Regions from separate parts of the Macaca mulatta genome. Here region 1 is linked to region 2. Evidence: chromatin contacts called from public Hi-C data. All regions are on one chromosome and are shown on one strand. The core of a region is the stretch at or near the end of the contact, and the rest is flanking DNA. Distances in the headings are between cores, read along the strand shown. Region 1 holds the start of NAXD (NAD(P)HX dehydratase). Region 2 holds the start of LOC106994380.

Region 1 (5,255 bases), core at 685-3,184, 39 kb before region 2:
AGTGGCGCAATCTTGGCTCACTGCAAGCTCCGCCTCCCGGTTCATGCCATTCTCCTGCCTCAGCCTCCCGAGTAGCTGGGATTACAGGTGCCCAGTAGAGACGGGGTTTCACTGTGTAAGCCAGGATGGTCTCCATCTCCTGACCTCGTGATCCACTTGCCTCAGCCTCCCAAAGTGCTGGGATTACAGACGTGAGCCACCGTGCTCGGCAAAGAGAGGGTCCTTGTGCCTGGTAACAAAAAGGACTCTCTGGAAAAACCGCAACCTTGCACAAAGGTCACTGCAATCTCCCACAAAAAACAAGTCCTGCAAGGACATGGCCCAGCCACTGGCTGTCCTACTTCGAACTGACATTGCCTTCGTTATGGATCTTTGTAGCCACAGATAATTATTTTCAAACAATTGTGCAGTCCGCCTTATTTTTTAAAAAACCTTTGCTTTCTTTGCCTCCCTGAATATGCACAAGTTTACTATGGCATGCATATTTCTATTGCAATGCTCTATTGCAAAATAAGTATCTTTTTCTTTTAGACATCCTCTCTGTTATTTAGGTTGTCACTTGCATGCAACAGGCATTGAATAAATGCCGAATTGACTGAAATTTGTTCTGAGGATGAAGCAGTGCTGGCTGAGAAGGAGCCGGGGTCTCCTGGTGCATTTTCCATGCCCCAGAAGGTCCACTTCCACCTCAGCCCCACACTGCTCAGTCTCAGCAACCTGACGTGCCAGGGCTGAGCAGGTATGATAGGCCTTGGCATTCCTGCCTTGTCGGAGTCTCAGGGCACCTACCGAAGGAGGCAACGGGCCTATTTCCCTTTACAGGACACCGGTTTTAACCTGCTCAGGGTCTCACCGCCTTTCTCAGCCAGGCCAGCGGCCAGAGCGACACTGTCCCCAGGGTTCAACTTAAAGTCCATTCTACCTCTCATTTTCTCTAAAAAACCCCAACCAACCAACCAACCAACAAACCAAATTCCACACGCTGCATATTTTAAAAGCATTTCAAGGTTTACTCTAAAAAGTAAGGAGGACTTGAGAGGCCGGGGCGGGTGGATCACGAGGTCAGGAGTTCGAGACCAGCCTGGCCAACATGGTGAAACCCTGTCTCTACTAAAAATACAAAAATCAGCCGGGCATGGTGGCTCATGCCTGTAATCCCGCCTACTCGGGAGGCTAAGGCAGGAGAATCACTTGAAACCGGAAGGCGGAGGTTGCAGTGAGCCGAGATCGCGCACTGCTCTCCAGCCAGGGCAACAAGAGCAAAACTCCGTGTCAAAAAAAAAAAAAAAAAAAAAAAAAAAAAAAAAAAAAAAAAAGGAGGAAATATTTCTCAAGTAGCGATTGCAACTTCCATAGTCAAATTTTCATTCCAAGCCATAAATGGAGATGACTGTCCACTTTTCAGGTACAAAATAGGATAAAAGGCTTCTTGCAAAAGTCAAAGAGCAAAACCAAAATCCTCCACAAGCAAAACCCTCCACTAGAAAGCGCCCCCATCTCTAATCTCTAACAGTGAGAGCCTCAGGACGGGCTCCGCAGACGCTCATTTAAAGCAAACTTTTTCAATGACCTTGAGGGTGGTTGCACTTACACGCACGCGGAGAAGCAAATCGACCGCAGCTGGAAAGGCGCTGGGTCGAGCGTGAGAGGAACACGCTCTCACGTGTTCCTCTCCTAAAGGAGCGTGGAAGAGAGAAGGGGGTTCCCCAAGGGCCCCGGCCCTTCCACCTCGCTCGGCCCCGCGGCCAGGCTCCTCGCACCGCAGCCCCGACCGTGCAGAAGCGGAGACGCGGAAGGTGCTCCCAGAACTTTCATTTTCCATCCTGCAGCAGTCCGGAGCCTCGGCTGGAGAACTCCCGTTCTTGCGAAAGCGCGAGGTCCGGCAGGGGCGGGGTGGGGGCGGTGGGGGGAAGGGGATGGGGCGGGGCCGGGGCGGTGAAAGGGCCCGGGGGGCGGGGCGAGGCCGCCGCGGTCCGGGCCCCCGACGTGCGCTCCGGGCTCCGTAGCCAGCTCCTGCCCGGGCGCGCACACGCGCTTCCTCTCTTGCGCTCCCGGGCGTCCGGAGGCGAAGGTCCCGGAGCGTTCCCGAGAACCGGGTCGCGGCGAGTCCAGGGTCCGCTCCACCAGCTGCGCGCGGGGCGCACGAGCCGGCCAGCCTCCGGGAAAGGGTGCGGGGCGCCGGGGGTTCCTGCGGGAAGATGAGGAAGCCCGACAGCAAGATTGTGCTGCTGGGGGACATGAACGTGGGGAAGACGTCGCTGCTGCAGCGGTATATGGAGCGGCGCTTCCCGGACACGGTCAGCACGGTGGGCGGCGCCTTCTACCTGAAGCAGTGGCGCTCCTACAACATCTCCATCTGGGACACCGCAGGTGAGGCCGGCGCCGCCTGAGCCACGCCGCTCTGGGGCTCCGCCGGGGACCGGGGGCGCGGGGCTTCCAGCAGGGCACCCGGCCGCGCACAGGGTCCCGGCCTCGGACAGCAGATGCCTTCTTCTCGGGGTTTCCCCCTCGTCCTCCCTTGCTGGTTGGGCTGAGCTCTGCCTGCTGAGCCACTCAGTGACCTCAGCGACAATCCAGTTTGCAGAGAACCCGCTGGTCACTTGTGTACCTGAGCGGCCTTTGCTCCCGAGCCCCGCGTTCCTGCTCTGCTGCCCTGGGAACCAGAGACGCTCCTCGGTGGCTGCTTTGTTGAGTATTTTCAGTTTTTACGTACCCGTAGGAACATGATCTCCTTTAAGATTCACTTGAGGGAGGCCGGGCGCGGTGGCTCAAGCCTGTAATCCCAGCACTTTGGGAGGCCGAGACGGGCGGATCACGAGGTCAGGAGATCGAGACCATCCTGGCTAACACCGTGAAACCCCGTCTCTACTAAAAAATACAAAAAACTAGCCGGGCGAGGTGGCGGGCGCCTGTAGTCCCAGCTACTCGGGAGGCTGAGGCAGGAGAATGGCGTAAACCCGGGGGGCGGAGCTTGCAGTGAGCTGAGATCCGGCCACTGCACTCCAGCCTGGGCGACAGAGCAGACTCCGTCTCAAAAAAAAAAAAAAAAAGATTCACTTGAGGGGTGAGCAGAGCTGGTGTTATTAGCCCCTTTTTAAGAAAGAGTAAAATGAGGCACAGAGTGGTCCCCTGCTGGGTTTACTCAGGAGAGAGGAAATAGAACTGGAGCCTCCGGACCTCTCAGCCCGGAGCATATCTGCCTTTTACAGTTAATCTTCTGCTTGATCTTGGCTCAGATACGTCATATGGGTTTGGAGTGACTTCCGGTGGAAGCATTTGTAAGATAGGTAATGAGTTATTTTTAGTGTGTAGTATTTGTGACTTTTCAAAAGTACAACTTAGAAGATCTCAATTCAAGCTTTCTGTTTAACATTGGAAAATAACACTGGTGATTGTAGCATTGCAATGGAATATATTTCCTTCTCCTTACAAAAGAATAAGATATTGTAAGTGAAGAAACTGGATTCGTGTGACACATTTTCAATGAGTGTGAGTTTTTAGAAGCCTGAAACTCTGAAAGTTCTGACTTCTTTTATGTCAGCATTTTAAAAAGTCATATACCCAAAGGCCCCGTCCAGAGTTCTTAAATTGCCATCTTGGGTGCGACAGTATGCTGAATAAACAAGATGATAATTAATTCTCTCTTTAAAACTGAATTAACGAAGCTCACAGAGGTACTTCCAGTTCTCCCCCTCCCTTTTGCCTTCTTTGATGCTTGCTTTTTCATTATTATTATCCCAGTTAACATCGTGACTAGTTTATTGGCAATCATCTTGTGAAAACAATGTCCCCGGGTAAAGAGGTGCATTTCCCGGATCTTTGCTCCAATTCTGTCTTCCGCCCCAGGCTGCAGGGTGAGGTTCACTGAGCTGACTCCCTCACACTGAGCATTTGTTAACGATGGAACGCATGCTCTAGAAGTCAAATCGAACCCACTTCACGAACCCAATTTGCTTTTCTACAAAGTCAAATGGAACCTAATTTGCTTTTGTACAAAGATTTGCCCCTCTGCTGCTTTCGCTGGCTGGCTGGGATTTACTGCTGCCCTTGGTTTACAAGTAGCAAGGTTAATGTAGGAGTGCTATTGGGGGACCCAAACCGAAACCCCTGTAGTGGCTGCCGTTGGAGGCAGACTCTTACCACACGGGGTGTTTCTGGAACAAGAGCTGCCCTGCAGTGCTAGAACAGCCCCTGCATTGGAGGGAATGAAGTAGCAGTTTTGTTTCGACTGGCCTCTTGCTTCTTCAGCACCAAGGACATGATGCAGCTGGAATCTTGATCACCAGAGGATTTTGCAATTGTGCTGATGTGATGCCCTAGATGTCTTGAAGCGTTCCTGGGGGCAGCAGCTCATTTCCTGGCATCCGAGGCTGCTGCTGCTTGTTCGAAAGATCCTAAGGGTGAATTACTAGAACTCCTCAGAACAGAGGGTGACCAGGCCCCTTCTCCACATTCCTGACTTCCTGTGTACTCAGGCGGCCCTGGCCCAGAGTTGGCAGGGACACAGGCCACCCTTGCCTGCCTCCTCAGTGGTCTGTGGCCTGACTGGGTACTTGCAGGAAAAAGAGAGGTAGGAACAGATACCTTTTCTATAATTATTGGAAATTCAGAATTTAACTTTTAGGGGACCTTATTCTTTTCCTTCTTTTGTTTAGCTCCTAAACTTTCTCTCCATCACACAGACATTGCTTTTCAAGTTGTCTTTGTTGTAATTGTCATAACCGAGGCAGAACGATAAGGACCAGCCGGAGGAGGAACCATTTTCAAAGTTGCTTTTAGCAACACAAGGCAGGGTGGGCTGGGGTGGAGGCGCAGGTGTGCGGAGGGTGACAGGATGTTTAATAGTAAAAACGATTGCACGGGGGTCGGTGTATACCCAGTGCCTGGCTGCTTGTAGCCTGTAAGGCAGGATGGAGCTGAAGAGGGAGAAGAGAGTTGGCAGGGTAGACGTACATTACCCTATTCCATTGACACAACAGCCCTCCAGAGGGAGGTGTGATTATTTGCATGTTAAAGATGGGGCCGGGCGTGGTGGCTCACACCTGTAATCCCAGCACTTTGGGAGGCTGAGGTGGGTAGATCATGGGGTCAAGAGATCAAGACCATCCTGGCTAACATGGTGAAATGTTAGCATAAACATAAAAAATTATTAACATAAATAATTATTATATCCTAAACATACAAAAATTATCTGGGTGTGGTGGCACACACCTGTAGTCCCAGCTACTCGGGAGTCTGAGGCAAGAGAATCACTT
Region 2 (4,776 bases), core at 2,155-4,654:
TCTGTCCCTCTTCTCCCACCAGGGCGGGAGCAGTTCCATGGTCTGGGCTCCATGTACTGCCGGGGGGCAGCCGCCATCATCCTCACCTATGATGTGAATCACCCGCAGAGCCTGGTGGAGCTGGAGGACCGGTTCCTGGGCCTGACAGACACGGCCAGCAAAGACTGCCTCTTCGCCATCGTGGGGAACAAAGTGGACCTCACTGAGGAGGGGGCCTTGGCGGGCCAGGAGAAGGAAAAGTGCAGTCCAGATACGGATGCCGGGGACTGTGTCTCCCCCAGGGTGCCTAAGCAGGTGCAGCTGGAGGACGCCGTGGCCCTTTATAAAAAGATCCTCAAGTACAAGATGCTGGATGAGCAGGACGTGCCGGCCGCTGAGCAGATGTGCTTTGAGACCAGCGCCAAGACCGGCTACAATGTGGACCTCCTGTTCGAGACCCTGTTTGACCTGGTGGTGCCAATGATCTTACAGCAGAGAGCCGAGAGGCCGTCACACACAGTGGATATATCTAGTCAGAAGCCGTCCAAGAGGACCAGATCTGGGTGTTGTGCCTGACTTTCCAGGGCCTCCTGGACTCAGACTGTGCATGTGGGAAGGGGACTGACCAGGCAGGCTGTGATCTGAAAGGAGCAAGCAACACCAAGGAATTATTTTTCCAGAGTGACACACGCAGCAGAACGTTGGAGTGGAAACGATGGCTGGCTATGAAGAGGAGGGCAATGTGCGTGGTCTCCTCGGTCTCTGTCAGAGGGGTGGGGAGGTGGGGAAACAGGAATCTTCTGCAAAGCCCAATCTGCAGAGTCGAGAGCCCTGGCACTCTCTGCCTCACTGCCTGGCACTGGTCCTTTGCAGCCAGCCTGCGACGGCCCCTCACCCTTGCACAGGCAGAAACCTGCAACTGCACCTGCACCTCTGACCCTTTCGGCACCCTGGCTTGTTACCACGTCCTGCAGCTTCGACATTTCTTGTTCCCAAGCGTTTCTCTTCACTGTGAGTTGCCTTTGGTCCTCCCACTTGGTACTTGTATCTTGATGCTTGATAATCCTGACTCTAGACATGCTCATTTGTACAAAATCAGGAATAACTGTTTTTATACTGATTGCGGCAATGTGGGTTTCATGTATTATTAAAGAGGATTTTGGGAAACACTTGAGTATTGAGACTGAACTGACTTCATTTGCACCCCCAGTCCCAGGGACTCTTTTTGGGGTAGGGTGGGGGGCGCTGGGGAGATGGCTGCGAACTTGAGATACGTCTCTCTTTCTGCGGAAGCTGTGTGAAATCCTTACCAATTGCAGAATATTTAGATTGGCCCATCTGCCTAGTTTTCTTGATGACTTGAATTCCAATAATAGTAGCAAAGCTAAAAGCTCTGGTTCTGCTGAAGTGTGGGGCACCCGAGCACCCAGGTCTCTGAATCAGAAACCCCCCTCGGGTCTGCTGCTGCTGGCCATGGGGTGGCTACTTTATTGGAAGATGCCAGACAGAGACGCCGGGAGACAGTAGATTTGTTTTCCCAGAAATGTGACTGAACGAAAGCAGGCCGGGGTCGGGGCTATGTGTTGGGAGGCAACATGGGGTGGATGGCGCTGGGCAGCGGGTTTCATGAGTGCTGTTTTTCTTTCTTCCATCCTTCCCTTCCCTCCCTTCCCTCCCCTCCCTCCCCTCCCTCCCCTCCCTCCCTTCCTCCCTACCTCCCTCCCTTCCTTCCTTCCTTCCTTCCTTCCTTCCTTCCTTCCCTCTCTCTCTTGCTTTCTTTTCTTCTTTTTTTTTGTGATAGGGTCTTGCTCTGTCACCAGGCTGGAGTGCCATGGCGTGATCTTTCACTGCGGCCTGTACCTCCGGGGTTCAAGCAATTCTCCCACCTCAGCCTCCCAAGTAGCTGGGATTACAGGCATGCGCCTCCATGTCCCAGTAAATTTTTTTTTTTTTTGTAGAGATGGAGTTTTGCCATGTTGCCCAGGCTGGTCTCAAATCCTTGAACTCAAGCGATCCTCCCAACTCAGCCTCCCAACATGCTGGGATTACAGGGGTGCTTTGTTTTCTGGGGAGCTGTTCCTAATTTGCTGAAGGCCTGTGCTCTCCGGTTTCTGGGCTGCTGCAGGCCTAACTTCTCTGCTCCTGTGGAGTGAGTGCTTTTCAGGCAAGGAAGGGAGCTTGGACCCCAGGAGGAAGCACTGAGGCAACCCCTGCGATTGCAGGTCCTCAGCCCCGCTGAGATGCGGTTTCAGATTTAAAACTTCAGTTTCGCAATAGCAGCCCATTGAGAAGTGAACACAGGTCAGCCTGACTCATGACTTTTTATTGACTTGGCTGAATATACCACTTAGGGACAGAAGTTATATTCATTTTCTATAAAGTGCATCTTTACTAGTGACACATCTAGGAAATATGCTAACCAAAGAGACTTTGGAATCTTTTTTTTTTTTTTTTTTTTTTGAGGCAGAGTCTCACTCTGTTGCCCAGGCTGGAGTACAGTGGCACAATCTCAGCTCACTGCAGCCTCAAACTCCTGAACACAAGTGATCCACCCACCTCAGTCTGAGTAGCTGGGACTACAGGGCTGTGTCACTACACCTGGCTAATTTTTTATTTTTATTTTTTGTAGAGATGAGGTCTTGCTGTGTTTCCCAGGCTGGTCTGGAACTCCCGGGCTCACGCAATCCTCTTGCCTCGGCCTCCCAAAATGCTGGGATCATAAGCATGAGCTCTGACCAGGCCAGAGTCTTTATCTGAAGGCTGTGGAGGGAGAGAAAGTATCATACGGCATTGTCTTTGCAGTTGGTGCTTGAAGGCAGGGAGGGCTGTATGAATGCCTGAGGCCTGTTCTTTCTGAACATTCTTGGATTCGATTTCCCATCTGCTCTGGGCACCCGACAGCTTGTTTCCTCGAGGGGCTGTGTGCTCCGGGTACGGTGCCCACGGGTGGCACATTCTCCATCAACTCTGTTTAAGCATTTCATCCTGTACGTGTTGTCCTAAAAATAAGCATCCCTGTGGGCTCCTTTTAAACGAGTTCCTCTGAGCAGTTGGTGCTGCAGTCTCTCCTATGCTAGAACTTCCAGCTGCCCTTACAAGTGCTTTTGTAAGGGCATGAGGGGTTCATTCATTCGGCACATCTCACTGAGCAGTCACTCTCTCCTCAGCCCTTCCTGGAGCTGAGCGATTGGGACAGTTTCAATGACGGTGTGCCACAGGTACCCTGTGTCGTAGGCTGCATTCCAAGTGGACTTCGGATGCCAGCCTGGCTCATGTGGCCCGTTTCCTTCCAGAAACCACGTCAGTTCTTGGAAAGCTTGAAATCTCTCAGTTGGGCAACTCAGCCGTTGGAGATGGCGCAGATTTCCCCACTGGGTGTGGGTTTGAGCGCGTGACCTCGAGCATCCGTCTTTCCTTTGTGCAGAGCAGCCACTCCAGGGAGGAGAAGAGCAAGTGACGGTCCGGGGTTAATGGCGGCATGTGGTCTCGGAGCTCCCTTCTGCACATTTCCAGCTGTCTGTGTCCCCGTGCAGATGAGAACCCTTTCCTCAATGACACCTCATATTCAGGTATTTCCTGGTGCCCTTGAAGCTTCGTCCCTGGCGGTGGTGTCAGGGAGTCTTGGGGTTGGGTATGTGGTAATCTAGGTGCTGTCAGTCAGAATGTCCCCTTCCCCAGGCTCCCAGGCCTGGTTTCTTAAAGAGTATGATGTTGCCATTTCTGGACCCAACTTCCTGGTTTAAACAGCCCCTGCTGTGCCAGGAAAACAACCTCACATGAATGTTCCCAGCACACAGATCCCCCCAGCACATGGGTGCCCCCCAGTACATGGGCTCCCCCCAGCACACAGATCCCCCCAGAACACGGGTGCCCCCCAGTACATGGGCTCCCCCCAGCACATGGATCCCCCCAGCACATGGGTCCCTCTAGCACATGGATCCCCCAGCACGCGGGTGCCCCCCAGTACATGGGCTCCCCCCAGCACATGGATCCCCCCAGTACATGGGCTCCCCCCAGCACATGGGTCCCCCAGCACACGGGTGCCCCCCAGTACATGGGCTCCCCCCAGCACATGGATCCCCCCAGTACATGGGCTCCCCCCAGCACATGGGTCCCTCAGCACACGGGTGCCCCCCAGTACATGGGTCCCTCTAGCACACGAATCCCCCCAGCACACCGGTGCCCCCCAGTACACGGCCCCCCCCCCAGCACACAGATCCCCCCAGCACCGGGTTCCTCTAGCACAGATTCCCCCAGTACACGGGTCCCCCCAGCACATGGGTCCTCTAGCACACGGGTCCCCCTAGCACATGGGTCCTCTAGCACACGGGTCCCCCTAGCACACGGATCCCCCTAGCACACGGCTCTCCCCAGCACACGGCTCTCCCCAGCACACGGTTCTCCCCAGCACACGGGTCCTCCCAGCACACGGGTCCCTCTAGCACATGGATCCCCCCAGTACACGGATCTCCCCAGCACACGGATCCCCCCAGTACATGGATCCCCCCAGCATATAGGTCCTCCGAGCACATGGGTCCTCCCAGCACACAGTTCCCCCCAGCACACGGGTCCCTCCAGTACATGGGTCCCCCCAGCACACAGTTCCCCCCAGCACACGGGTCCCTCCAGTACATGGGTCCCCCCAGCACACAGTTCCCCCCAGCACACGGGTCCCTCCAGTACATGGGTCCCCCCAGCACACAGTTCCCGCCAGCACACGGGTCCCTCTAGTACATGGGTCCCTCCCAGCACTCGGATCCCCATAGCACACGGGTGCTCCCAGCACATGGATCTCTC

The links. Hi-C and Micro-C count contacts between places; a contact is called where the count stands out from the background.
Region 1: a contact with region 2 is called in a Hi-C map of liver, with 1.9 times the contacts expected there. The contact joins the promoter of NAXD here to the promoter of LOC106994380 in region 2. A contact is called at or near these places in 2 of 14 Hi-C or Micro-C datasets (cortical neurons and liver).

What each region holds. Positions count from the first base shown.
Region 1 is chr17:104,990,744-104,995,998 of T2T-MMU8v2.0, reverse strand. NAXD (NAD(P)HX dehydratase) reads right to left here and starts at 1,934. Exons shown (of 11, transcript XR_013407747.1): 1 at 1,592-1,934. It overlaps RAB20 (RAB20, member RAS oncogene family), which reads left to right and starts at 1,920. Exons shown (of 2, transcript XM_001082373.5): 1 at 1,920-2,370. The coding sequence starts at 2,199.
Region 2 is chr17:104,953,630-104,958,405 of T2T-MMU8v2.0, reverse strand. It overlaps LOC106994380, which reads left to right and starts at 3,404. Exons shown (of 8, transcript XR_013407757.1): 1 at 3,404-3,548. RAB20 (RAB20, member RAS oncogene family) reads left to right here. Exons shown (of 2, transcript XM_001082373.5): 2 at 23-1,148. The coding sequence ends at 555.